Linked DNA regions of Canis lupus: region 2 is linked to region 1. A link is a contact called in public Hi-C data. All regions are on one chromosome and are shown on one strand. The core of a region is the stretch at or near the end of the contact, and the rest is flanking DNA. Distances in the headings are between cores, read along the strand shown. Region 1 overlaps MCTP2 (multiple C2 and transmembrane domain-containing protein 2). Region 2 holds the start of MCTP2 (multiple C2 and transmembrane domain-containing protein 2).

What was found. A called contact is a pair of places that touch in the nucleus more often than the background predicts.
Region 2: a contact with region 1 is called in a Hi-C map of blood, with 2.2 times the contacts expected there. The contact joins the promoter of MCTP2 here to the enhancer-like site in region 1. A contact is called at or near these places in 2 of 9 Hi-C or Micro-C datasets (both in blood).

The regions. Positions count from the first base shown.
Region 1 is chr3:46,532,794-46,539,053 of UU_Cfam_GSD_1.0, forward strand. All of the region lies in intron 1 of MCTP2 (multiple C2 and transmembrane domain-containing protein 2), which reads right to left. Among named protein-coding and RNA genes, the nearest start is that of MCTP2, 34 kb to the right of the region's middle. Within about 2 kb of position 2,843, at least 3 of the 20 cell types and tissues checked have an H3K27ac peak or open chromatin away from gene starts, as enhancers often do. A contact at or near this core is called in blood, where this site is marked.
Region 2 is chr3:46,566,974-46,573,233 of UU_Cfam_GSD_1.0, forward strand. MCTP2 (multiple C2 and transmembrane domain-containing protein 2) reads right to left here and starts at 2,781. Exons shown (of 23, transcript XM_038532734.1): 1 at 2,710-2,781.

The sequences.
Region 1 (6,260 bases), core at 1,593-4,092:
AACTGCATATTGTGCGATCAGTCTTGGTTTCTGTGTTTCAGAAGTTCACTGGAAAAGCCATATTGGTAGCAGAGTAGATGACTGTGAAGCTGAGAGATCAGGTCTAAAGACAAGATTTTGGAGAGACTGGCATTCAACTGTTGGCACAGTGATGGTTAAGTTTGTCAAGAAGAATGTGAAATGGGGCAGCACCAGTGGCTCAGTGGTTTAGCGCTGCCTTCAGCCTGGGCTGTGATCCTGGAGACCCAAGATCGAGTCCCGCATCAGGCTCCCTGCATGGAGCCTGCTTGTCCCTCTGCCTGTGTCTCTGCCTCTCTCTCTCTCCGTCATGAATAAATAAATAAAATCTTTAAAAAATAAAAATAAAATAAAACTATAAGCCACAAAGCACTAGTTATGTGGCCAATCCAAACTAAATACTGTAAAAAAAAAAAAAAAAAAAAGAATATGAAATGGAAAGATGGCATGAGCCTGAAGGAACTCCAGCAGTGAAGAGTCTTTTAGAGCAAGATAAACTTGCAAAAGGACATTAAAAAGATATAGCCAAAGAGAATGAAAAACAAAAGGGGGGGGTGGTGCCACCTTATGACAACTAGACACCAAAACAGAGAAGATAAAGGAAGGGTATTTTATAGAGGAAGTGGTCAAGAGCATGAAGAGCTGCTTGCAGATAACACTAGTCCCGAAAGCATCCTTGTGGCGCAATGGAGCTTATTGGTAATCTTGGTATGACTTGCTGTGGGGGCAGGAGGGGAAAGAAAGCCTGACTGGGTAAGTCGTGAAGGTTGTAGGAAAGGAAAACTTAAAGGCAACAGATAAAATTAGGCTGAAGGGGAAGACAGATGTAGGCCAAGCTGAGGACACTTGAGGTAGATGGATGTGATCTTCTTGCTAAAGGCACATGCTTCTCTGGCTACAGTGTTCAATCAATAATTATCTCTTGACGAAATTGCTCCCCACCATTTGCCAGTGCATACATGCATATGTGTGTGCTTACACACACTCACACACAATTGTCTTGATTCCCTTATCAGAATATTTCTTAATCTGCCATGGAGTTAGAGACCCAAATTTTAAAAGTCAAGCACTAATAAACAAGTGAATAAAAAAATTTTAAATCAAGCATTGTCCAATAAACAATACACACCAAGTGTTAAGAGAAAGTAATTTACTTCTTCACATACTTGAGTTTAATGACCTCATATTAAACCACACACACCGATCTCTTACCTGGTATCTACATTGCAAACAACTGCCAAACCTCAAATGTCCTGCCTAACATTATTTTCACATTTAAAGGTTTCCTCATCTAGGAATTACCAGCAGAAGCAGAACATCTAAACTATCTTTAGAACATTACTGATGGGGGATAGAATTAGAAGAAGATGTTAATTTCCAGTAAAAATCATATCTCTCTTGAGTAAACAGCATATTGCAGCAGCCATATTAGGATATAAAAATGTAACAGAAAGGTAAGCCCAAAGACGGACATTAATTCAGAGCAAAGAAGGCCTTATACATATCTTCCTACACCATTTCTGGTGTGAAACAGAGCATGTTTAACAAACTGTATATACCGGTCAGCCACCAAATTGATATAAATATTTCAGAATACAAAGCAAAATATTTATTTTATTTAAAGGTTTTATTTTTGAGAGGTGGAGAGAGAGAACACAGAAGAAGAGGGAGAGGGAGAAGCAAACTCCCCGCTAAGCAGAGAGCCTGACATGGGGCTCAATCCCAGGACCCTGAGAATACGACCTGAGCTGAAGGCAGACACTGAAGTGACTGAGCCATCCAGGTGCCCCCACAAAGCAAAATCTTTGAGAAATATGGCTGTACCTCTCAAAAGTAAGAAGAAACTTATACACAAATATCTATCTTTTAAAAAATAATATCTATCTTTTAAATAAACATCAATACAGTTTCTCATTGCCCTATTTTCAAAACACTAAGCCAGTAGTTTCTTTCATAACATAATCTTTCAAAGCATTCATAAGCTCAAGCCAACCCTATGTCAACAGAAACCTATTGCCTTTTCAAAGAACAATTATACCTCCTACAAAAATACAGGACAACTCAATAATTCTAATATGCTATGGACAATTTTATTGATGACTTCTACAGATTTGCAACCAATATAAAAACATATACTCAGAGAAAATCACATCATCATACTCTTAAAGCCATCTTATAGAAAAATAAAAAGTCTCATGCTTTCCTCAATTAAAAGTGAAGGAGGGGAACAGAGAAATCTGATTCTTAGACAACCTGATATCCACTATCTCTTGTAATGTCTGTCAAAATGTTTAGACAGGGAGATTCTAGTGAATAATTAATTCCATCATCTGGATGAAAAACTATTAAACTAGCAGAAAAGTATAACTTTATTATAAACACAAACAGCATATGTACCCACCAATTATGATCAACCACAATGTGCCCTTTTCCTGTGCTATTTTCACTTTTATTTATTCAGAAAATATTCGTGGGCATCTATGCACTGGTGGTATCACAGCACCTAGGGATACATCAGTGAACAAAATTGAGTCCTTGCTCTCATGAAACTTATGTTCTACTTGGAAGAGACAGGCAATAAGCAAAAATATATTGAATATGTTGGGTGATGGCAAGGGGAAAGAGCAAGATCTGAAGGGAAGGGGTGGCTGCAGACAGCCAGGCTGCTATCTTTATATTATGGATCAGGAAAACCCCCCTTGGATAAGGTGATAAGAGAACAGAAGAAGAAGGGAGAGAGCCTAGTAGATGCACTCAGGGGAAGGACCTTCCACACAGAAGACAGACCAAGTGCAGAAGGTCCAGAGCAGGGCAGATCTCCCAGAAAGACTGAGAAACAGGAAGGAGGCCAGGGTAACTGGAGCACAGCCAGAGAAGGGACTGGCAGGAAATGAGTTCACAGGAGAGCAGGAGGTCCTTGTGTGCCACTGTGAGGACACTGTGTTTTACTCTGAGTGGGTTGAGAAGCCACTAGAGGGTTAAAAAGGATGCCAATGATTCTTTGCTAGTTCCTTCTATGTACTGGTCCTGTGTCTACTGTTTTGCATACAACCTCAGCAATGCTCAGAGTGATCTTGTAAATACATATTTTCACTCCAATTTTACAGATGAGGAAAATGCAATGTTTTCCATTTCACAGAGCTGCAAACTGAAACCCAGGCTTATCTCAGATTTTCTCAACAGAAGCCACTACTGGCATTCGGTCAATACTTTTTTGCATGGGACTGTCCCATGCATTGCACAATGACAGTTATCAACCCCAGCCACTACCTCCCACATGCCAACAATGCCCCTTGTCACTGTGACCCTCAAAAACATACACATTTTCAACAGTCCCCAGGAAGGACCTACCTCCACTAGCTGGAAACACAGTGCAGTCCCTGCCCACTCCACCACCTTGCTCTCCTTCGTTTTATCCTGCTTGCGAAAAATAGGCAATTGGAACAAAATTCCTAAGAGGGATGGATGCATTAATTTTTTTTAAAGGATGGATGAGTGAAACACTTTCAAGTTGACTATTTTCTCCACTGAAACCATGTATTGTAGACATCCTCCCTGTTTCAAATTCTGAAACTATGTAACTCACATATCACAGCTAGAACACAATCGTTCTGGCCAGAGGACAATATTCTTCAGGTTCAGAGTTGGGCCTTGAGACACCTTGGAGTAATTAAACAATTGCCTGTAGACCTAAGGATATAATGGGCTCTGTGTTATAAAATACTCAGGTGAGAAGATTTTCTTCTAAATGCTATGTATAACACCAATAAAAAATAAATTTATATAAAAAGAAAAAAAATAAATGCTATGTTTATTTTTTTAAAGATTTTATTTATTTGACAGAAAGAGAGAGAGCATAAGCAGGGGGAGGGGCGAAGGGAGAGGGAGAAGCAAACCCCCCACTGAGGAGGAAGCCCAACATGGGGCTCGATCCGAGGACCCCGGAATCCGGACCTGAGCCCAAGGCAGATGCTTAACTGACTGAGCCATCCAGGCACCCCTGAATGCTAGGTATTTAAAATGTGCTTGAGAAAAAACTAACAAGAACTACTAGGAAACCATCTATAGTGATGCATAATCATATACATGTGAGTCTGATCAATTCTGTCCTTTTAAAGTTATTATATCCCTATGAGACTGCCTACATAAAACTGTAAATTAATACTGAGACATCAGTGCCTAATACGTCTTTATAAAGGCATCATTGAAAGATAGGACTCAATATTCTCAAAGTTCTAGGGATAAATCTGTATTATTATCTAAGAGATCAATTATGTTTACAAATTAGTTTGATCAGAGCCTAAAAATTAGCAGAATTTGAAAGCAAGCCTAAGTCTTCATAAGGCAATCTGTGAAAAGATGTCTCAAGATAACCAAAGTTGAAGGGATAAATCTATATTATTATGTGTCTAAAACATTAATTATGCTTAAAGGCTGAACTTGAAGAGGGCTTGAAAATTGGCAGAATTTGAAACCAAGCCCAACCAAGCCTAATTGCTTCAATTGCTTTGAGACACTTCAACGGGAGCTTTAGAAACAGCACTTGATGCTAAAGTGACTCAGTAATGTAGCTGGAACAATTTAAAAGTCCTTATACTATTAGCTTAAACAATGATATGAGTAACAGTGTTCCACCATTTGATCCTTGATTCAGGACTGGAAATCTGGCAAACGTACTTTCTTGAGTCCTAAAAAAATCTGCCAATAACATCTTATATACAAAAAGGCATAAAAAGAAGGGTTTTTTTTTTTTTTAAATAATGAATTTTTCAGGGCTGACTCTATGCTTTCTTATCCTCTAAAAAATCAAGACAAAAGGGCTACCTTAGGGGTACCTGGGTGGCTCAGTCAGTTAAGCATCGGCCTTCAGACTCAGGTCATAATCTCAGGGTTTTGGGATATAGCCGCAAGTCAGGCTCCCTGCTCAGCAGGGAGTCTGCCTCTCCCTCTTCCTCTGCTCATGCTCATTCCCTCTTTCAAATAAACCCATAATAAAATAAAATAAAATATATAATTTAAAAAATAAGGGTGACCTGAGTGCCTATTGGTTCTTGCCAGAGTAGCATAAATCTACCTATAAAAAGCTTATGATCTAATGGTAAGAATTCAGTGAAGAGCAAAGCAAGTGTAACATATACTATGAAGAGGCAGCAACAGAACTGGTAAGAGTATTTAATAAGGTGTCAACCCAACTGTCTATACAAATGGAGCCCATGGAGGGAAACATAAGGTGGGGAGGTTCCCTGCAAGGAAGAGTAATGACAGCAAAAGAAAATTAAGCCATCCCATTACACTCCACCTAAACCAACTGTCTTCTAGAATGACCAAAAACAAACAAGCAAATGCAAAACTCTGACAACACAAAGTGCTGGCCAGGATGCAGGGCAGCTAGAACTCTAATTGCTGGCAGGAAAGCAAAGTGGCACAGACACTTAGGAAAACCATTTGATGGTTTCTCGTACAATTAAAATTACAATTAACCATGCAGCCCAGAAATCCAAATTACCAGTATCTACTCAATAGAAATTCAAACATATTTCCATATGATGACCTGTACATAAATGTTTATGGAAACTTTATTCAAAATCATCAAAAACTTGGGGCACCTGGGTGGCTCAGGGCATGATCCCGGGGTCCTAAGATCAAGTCCTGCATCAGGCTTCCCACGGGGATCCTGCTTTTCTCTCTGCCTCTCTCTGTGTCTCTCATGAATAAACAAATAAAATCTTTACAAAAACTCATCAACAACTTATAACATCCCAACTTCCCACTAACTAGTGAATGGATTTTAAAGACATGGCATGTGTGCATACAGTGGCATACTGCTCAGCATTTAAAGAATGAACTAATACACAAAATATGATGGAAGAGTATAAAAGTAATAGCCAAGTGCAAGAAGCCAAACACAAAGGGTTATAATTATCATCTTTTATTAGATCCTGGAGAAGGGAAAAGTATATGAACAGAAATAAGATCAGTAGTTGGTAGGGACAGCAAGATGGGATATAGAAAAGACAAGGAAACTTGGGGGTGGTGGTGAAAGAAACCTTTTATATCATGATTATGATGGTGGTTCCGTGTCTCTGTGTCTCAAATTCAGACAACTATATACCTAAACCAGTAAACCCTAGTATGTAAATTATACCTCAAGAATTCTGATCTTAGAAAAAAAAGACAAAACTGGACTTCAATCAAGTTACAGAGCAGTTCTTTCAGACAAATTGAATGGATACAATTCTCCC
Region 2 (6,260 bases), core at 1,531-4,030, 34 kb after region 1:
CTGCTAGGAGATGCTGAGTGTTCTCAGGGAGAGAGGGTTGCAATCAGGAAGCATTTTTATGTAAGCATTTCTGGTAAACTGCCCAAAAAAGATCTCAGCAGAAAGTGAAAGAAACCTCTAGCAAATGATTATCATTTATTTTTTCCATTCTAAATAAGCATTCACTTTCATCACTAATTTTGCATTATTTTTTTCTTAAAAAGGATCCCCAAATAATTTGCCTTCCAGGTGTCACAAAATCTAGATCTGTCCATTTCACATCTCACACATACCACATTCGCTGGCCCTTTGGCTTTTCTGAAAATTTCTCTAAGTCACCACTCTCAGCCCCTTCATCAGAAAATCTTAACCAAGCCAAGCAGGCTTCTATAAACACATTCTAGGCAGGATTTCAAATACTCTTAGAGGAGTTCAAGGTGTATTGTTGATTGCACTGTCAAATGAAGACAGAGAAGATAAAAATTGTGCCAGACACAACCCACGCAGAATGTATCTTACCTGATCTTCCCAACACAGGCAAAAAGCCTCTCTTCCTCCAAAGAAGACACTTTTTTTTTCAATATCTTAAAATAATTTAATTATGAAACCCTTCAATTCATAATTACTAACAATTATAAGGAAGGGTTTAAGAAAACAAGTGCTCTCCATGTCAGGAAATATTATTTAAAATTCTAAGGACTATTTTCATTCTCACTCTTCACAGTATGATAATTATAGTTTGAAAATCACTTTTGCAGTTTACAGGACTCTAAAGAAGTAATCAGTTGTCATGAATCATTCACTCAAAGGCTAAATTAAGAATATTAGGATTCCTTCCCAAATAAGTGTACTGCAGTACCCTACACTTCTAGAGATAGATATAAGGAAAAATAGATATATCTTTTAAAATAAGTGTTATATACATTCATGCATGATTATAGATTCACACACACATACACAAAGTCCTTTCTAGGCAACAACAGGGGCTTCTATTCATCTGGAAGAAATGGAATCAAGCTGAAATATGTTAAAGGATATGAACAATATGAAAATTAACTGTTACTTCAATGTGTTACACACAAGGAATGTGTACTTAGAGAGTTTTACTGATTTATCCCACTTGGATAAACTGGGTCCTTAAAAAAAAGTGAAGAAAGACAATAAATTTTATATTTGGAACCAGCTGTTCATCTTCTTGTCCCAGACAAGTTCATCGTTTAGCCACACATACAGAATGAAAGCAATACTCATTTTATTCATAACGGTCACTTGTACTGACATGGATTGCTTTATGAATATAAATTTGAATTATTTTTCATTAAATATGCCAGATTTACACTGTATGTCTCACGGCACCATGGAATAGTGAAAAAAACGTGGGTTTTGCACTCAGAAATATCCAGCTTTAGCTCTCAGGTTTACTAATTACCTTGAGCAAACTGCTGGGTTCCTCCCTGTCTGGATTTTCACCTGTGCACGGGGAATGCCATCTATCTTGTATATTTTATGTAACAAGATAAAGTGCCCAGCATAAAGTGGGTGGTACAGGATGGATTCCTAATAACTTTATTTTAAAGATGATTTTGTAGTCCTAGTCAGTTTGGATGGCAGACTAGGCTAATGAAGGCTACTCTTCAAAGACACACATTCTCCCTGCATTTAAATGCATTTTACCCTAGATTAAAGAGATGCCGCCGTGCCACTGTTCTCTTGGAGCACCCACCTGTGTGGAGAACGAGTGCCCTGAATGCCCCCTTTGTATCAACACCTGTGCTACCAAACAAGCACACCAATCCGGCTCTCGCAGAGGTTCCTCCTCAAAAGGCATACAACAAATATTTATTGAATTGAAATGCTGCTGACCCAAGAGAAAAATGAACGCTAATGTAAATCATAATCCACAGACCTGTTTGCCCATTCAGTGGGTTGGGAAGCAGGTTTTGTAAAGTTCCAAGGTTCACCTGGAAGCCGTTGGGTAACTCTGAGTGGCCCCTGCCAAGGTAACCTCCAGTCCACACTTACGTAAGTGCCTGCACCGCTGACACCCTCAGACGTCGCACAGAAGTTCCTTCAGGTATTCTCACCCCTTTCCGGAAACCCAACCATCTCTAAAAGCCATCAGCGCCCCATCTGCTTGACAAATGGACAAATGCGGAAGCAATCGCCTTTCAAGTTCACCACCACTATCACCCCGTATTGGGTTTTGGTGTTTTGGGTTTATTTTTTTGTTTTTTGTTTTTCTTCTTTAATGTGCAAGACACTCTGTCACCTACACAATCATCCCAAGGCTTTCTGCTCCTGTGCCGCTGCGCCCAGGTCTGCGCGAGGAACCCAAGCTGAACCTCCAGGTCTCCACGAGGGGAGCGCATCACATTCCAAATGAGGGTCTAACTTCTACGGAGGACGTCCCGGCGGTGGCGGTGGCGGTGGCGGTGACCGCACTGCGCCCCGAGGACACCAACGGTGTGTCTCTAAAGGAGCCAAGAATTCCTGGGGCGGGCTGCCAGCCCTCCGTGCGCTCTCCAGGACACCCGGCTCCCGCACACCTTTGTGCATCCCTGAACCCGCGGCTCCCGGGAAGGGGCTTCACCGAATTCCCATCCTGAACCCTCAGGGTCCCCCAAAGTCCTCACCTCGATGGTGAGCAGACGCCCGTCCTGGGGGGGGCCGGCGGCGACCCCCGCGCCCCTCCCGCGCGCACCTGCCAGGTGAGCCCGGCGCCGCCCTCACCTGTCCGGCGTGCGCCCCGCGGGGCTGCCGAGGGTCCGGCGCGCCGCCCTCCCCTGCCGGCCCGCCGCGGCCGCCGCTCGCACGCGCAGGAGCCGCCGGGACGCGGCGGGGCGGGGGCGGGGACGGGGGCGGGGGCGGGGCCGCGGCCGCCGGCTCCCTGGGGCCCCGCTCCCAGCCCCGCCTCCCGGGGGCGGGGGCGGGGGCGGCCGCGCGTCACCTAAGAGCCGCCTCGCCCTGAGCGCCTTCCGCGGCGGCCGTGCCCGGCTCCCGAGGAGAGGGCGGTGGAGGACGTGCCCCGGCGGGCGGGCGCCCTGGGAGCGGAGTTCAGAGTGGGCGAGGAGGGCGCGTGCGGCTTGCCCACTGACCGCCGCCGAGGGCTGTGCCTTCGCCGGACCCGACGCTCGGGGGGCGGCTCGGCGGGGAGAGCGCAGCCCGCGTCTCAGCCACCGCATCAGGCCCCGCTCTAAGCCCGTGCCCCGTGCGCGCGACTGTGGGTGCAGGCGCCCCCACCCTCCCCCCGCGATGAGCTCCTCGTTTGGGAGCCTTGGTCCTGGTCTGGGAAGATGAGGCCGGATTTCCACTCGCCCTCGGGGACCCTCAGAGATGCCTGGCGCCGATGGCCGATGGCCGATGGCCGATGGCCGGTACTGAGGCGTTCGCAGATACTTGCCCTTTTGCCTTCCCTGTCTTCCCCCTCCCTCTCCTCTTCCTGCTCTTCTCTTCCCGCACTTTATTTACCCTGGATCTCTGCCTGCTCAGTTGCTTTTACCCTCGATGGAGGGGTGGGTATCTGCTGCGTGCGGAGTCCGCCCCGCGAGGCGCTGGGTGGTTTAGGAGGAGCTTGTGCAGGGTCTGATCCCTGCCTCCCGGGAGGTCAGGACTACACACTCCTCCACCCCCACGAAACAGTGGAAATTCGATACAAGAGTAAGAGCGGCTAACCTGGGTGTGGGACACACCTGGCGGCCTACGGTTGCGGGAGTGGGTGGCCTCGGAGCTGGAGAGTTTAATGGAAGTCATCGGTGGCTTAGAGCATAGGCTCCCGAGTCAGGAAGACCTCACCAAATCCTGGCTTGGCAACTGATTGCATAAACCCGGGAGTTCACTTAATGCCTCTGCATTTCCACTTTGCCTTTAAGAAATTGAGATTCAATAAATGGTGCTGGGAAAATTGGACATCCACATGCAGAAGAATGAAACTAGACCACTCTCTTTCACCATACACAAAGATAAACTCAAAATGGATGAAAGATCTAAATGTGAGACAAGATTCCATCAAAATCCTAGAGAAGAACACAGGCAACACCCTCTTTGAACTCGGCCATAGTAACTTCTTGCAAGATACATCCACGAAGGCAAAAGAAACAAAAGCAAAAATGAACTATTGGGACTTCATCAAGATAAGAAGCTTTTGCACAGCAAAGGATACAGTCAACAAAACTCAAAGACAACCTACAGAATGGGAGAAGATATTTGCAAATGACATAGCAGATAAAGGGCTAGTTTCCAAGATCTATAAAGAACTTATTAAACTCAACAGCACAGAAACAAACAATCCAATCATGAAATGGGCAAAAGACATGAACAGAAATCTCACAGAGGAAGACATAGACATGGCCAACATGCATATGAGAAAATGCTCTGCATCACTTGCCATCAGGGAAATACAAATCAAAACCACAATGAGATACCACCTCACACCAGTGAGAATGGGGAAAATTAACAAGGCAGGAAACAACAAATGTTGGAGAGGATGCGGAGAAAAGGGAACCCTCTTACACTGTTGGTGGGAATGTGAACTGGTGCAGCCACTCTGGAAAACTGTGTGGAGGTTCCTCAAACAGTTAAAAATATACCTGCCCTACGACCCAGCAATTGCACTGTTGGGGATTTACCCCAAAGATACAAATGCAATGAAACGCCGGGACACCTGCACCCCGATGTTTCTAGCAGCAATGGCCACGATAGCCAAACTGTGGAAGGAGCCTCGGTGTCCAACGAAAGATGAATGGATAAAGAAGATGTGGTTTATGTATACAATGGAATATTACTCAGCCATTAGAAATGACAAATACCCACCATTTGCTTCAACGTGGATGGAACTGGAGGGTATTATGCTGAGTGAAGTAAGTCAGTCGGAGAAGGACAAACATTATATGTTCTCATTCATTTGGGGAATATAAATAATAGTGAAAGGGAATATAAGGGAAGGGAGAAGAAATGTGTGGGAAATATCAGAAAGGGAGACAGAACGTAAAGACTGCTAACTCTGGGAAACGAACTAGGGGTGGTAGAAGGGGAGGAGGGTGGGGGGTGGGAATGAATGGGTGACGGGCACTGGGGGTTATTCTGTATGTTAGTAAATTGAACACCAATAAAAAATAAATTAAAAAAAATAAAAAATAAAAATAAAAACAGTCATATGCATGGCATGTACAAAGCCACTGTAAGCTGAAGAAAACCACTAAGGTAAAAATCCCCCACAGCCACAGCCTACTGTAATATCCCCAAAACATAGATCTGTCTGCCCTAGTCATCTGAGAGCCTCTTTATTCATATATCCTTTGTTCCCAAATTATATTTCTTACTTGGTTCCAGTGTTGAGATTCAAGTGGCCCAATAAATAGCATACATAAAAAAAAAAAAAAAAGAAATTGAGATTCAAATAATAGCTATCTATCCTATAGATTCTGAGAAGTAATTAAATGCTTTTCCTAAAGTACTTACCACGGTATCTAGGCCAATGCTCCGCACCTATTAAACGTTGGCTAATGATAATAATGATATGGTAAGAAATGGAGAGGACCAGGAAAAAAAAAAAAAAACATTTCGAACACATGAGAACTCGGGCAGAGGCAAAGCTGCCACTTTCATGAGAAGAATACTTAGAGTAGCAGCTTCCAGTAAATGAACAAAACCGCTCACTGATTTCTGGGTTCAGCATATAACACGGGATCACATTTAATTTTCACAAACCCGTGAAACAGTTTATAATATCCATGGTTTAAGATGAGGAAAATGAGCCTCAGAACCAAGAAACTGGGGCACCAGGGTGGCTCAGCGGTTGAGCATCTGCCTTTGGCTCAGGCTGTGATCCCAAGATCCTGGGATCAAGTCCCGCAACAGGCTCCCTGCAGGGAGCCTGCTTCTCCCTCTGCCTATGTCTCTGCCTCTGTCTCTCTCTGGGTCCCTCATGAATAAAAAAATAAATAAGACCTTTAAAAAATAATAAAGAACCATGAAATAACACGGCTGACGATTATGAAACAAGCAGCGTCAAAGCAGAGTTACCTGAGGCCTATGGCAAATTTAGACTTTTTCCACCGGGGTCTCCCTGCAGGCTGCATTTCTAGCCTTAGAGAAGGAAGGAAACCAGAGGGAAAATAAAAGATACACGAAGGAGGGAAAGATCAGTAAATAGGAGAAATAACAACCGTATCTTGGAAGCCAACTGCCACTTAATACAACAGAATTAAAATAGTAACTGAACCCACACACAAAAAAGGTTTTTACATCCAACTCCCGCCACAATGGGGTTCCTGTTCTGTGGT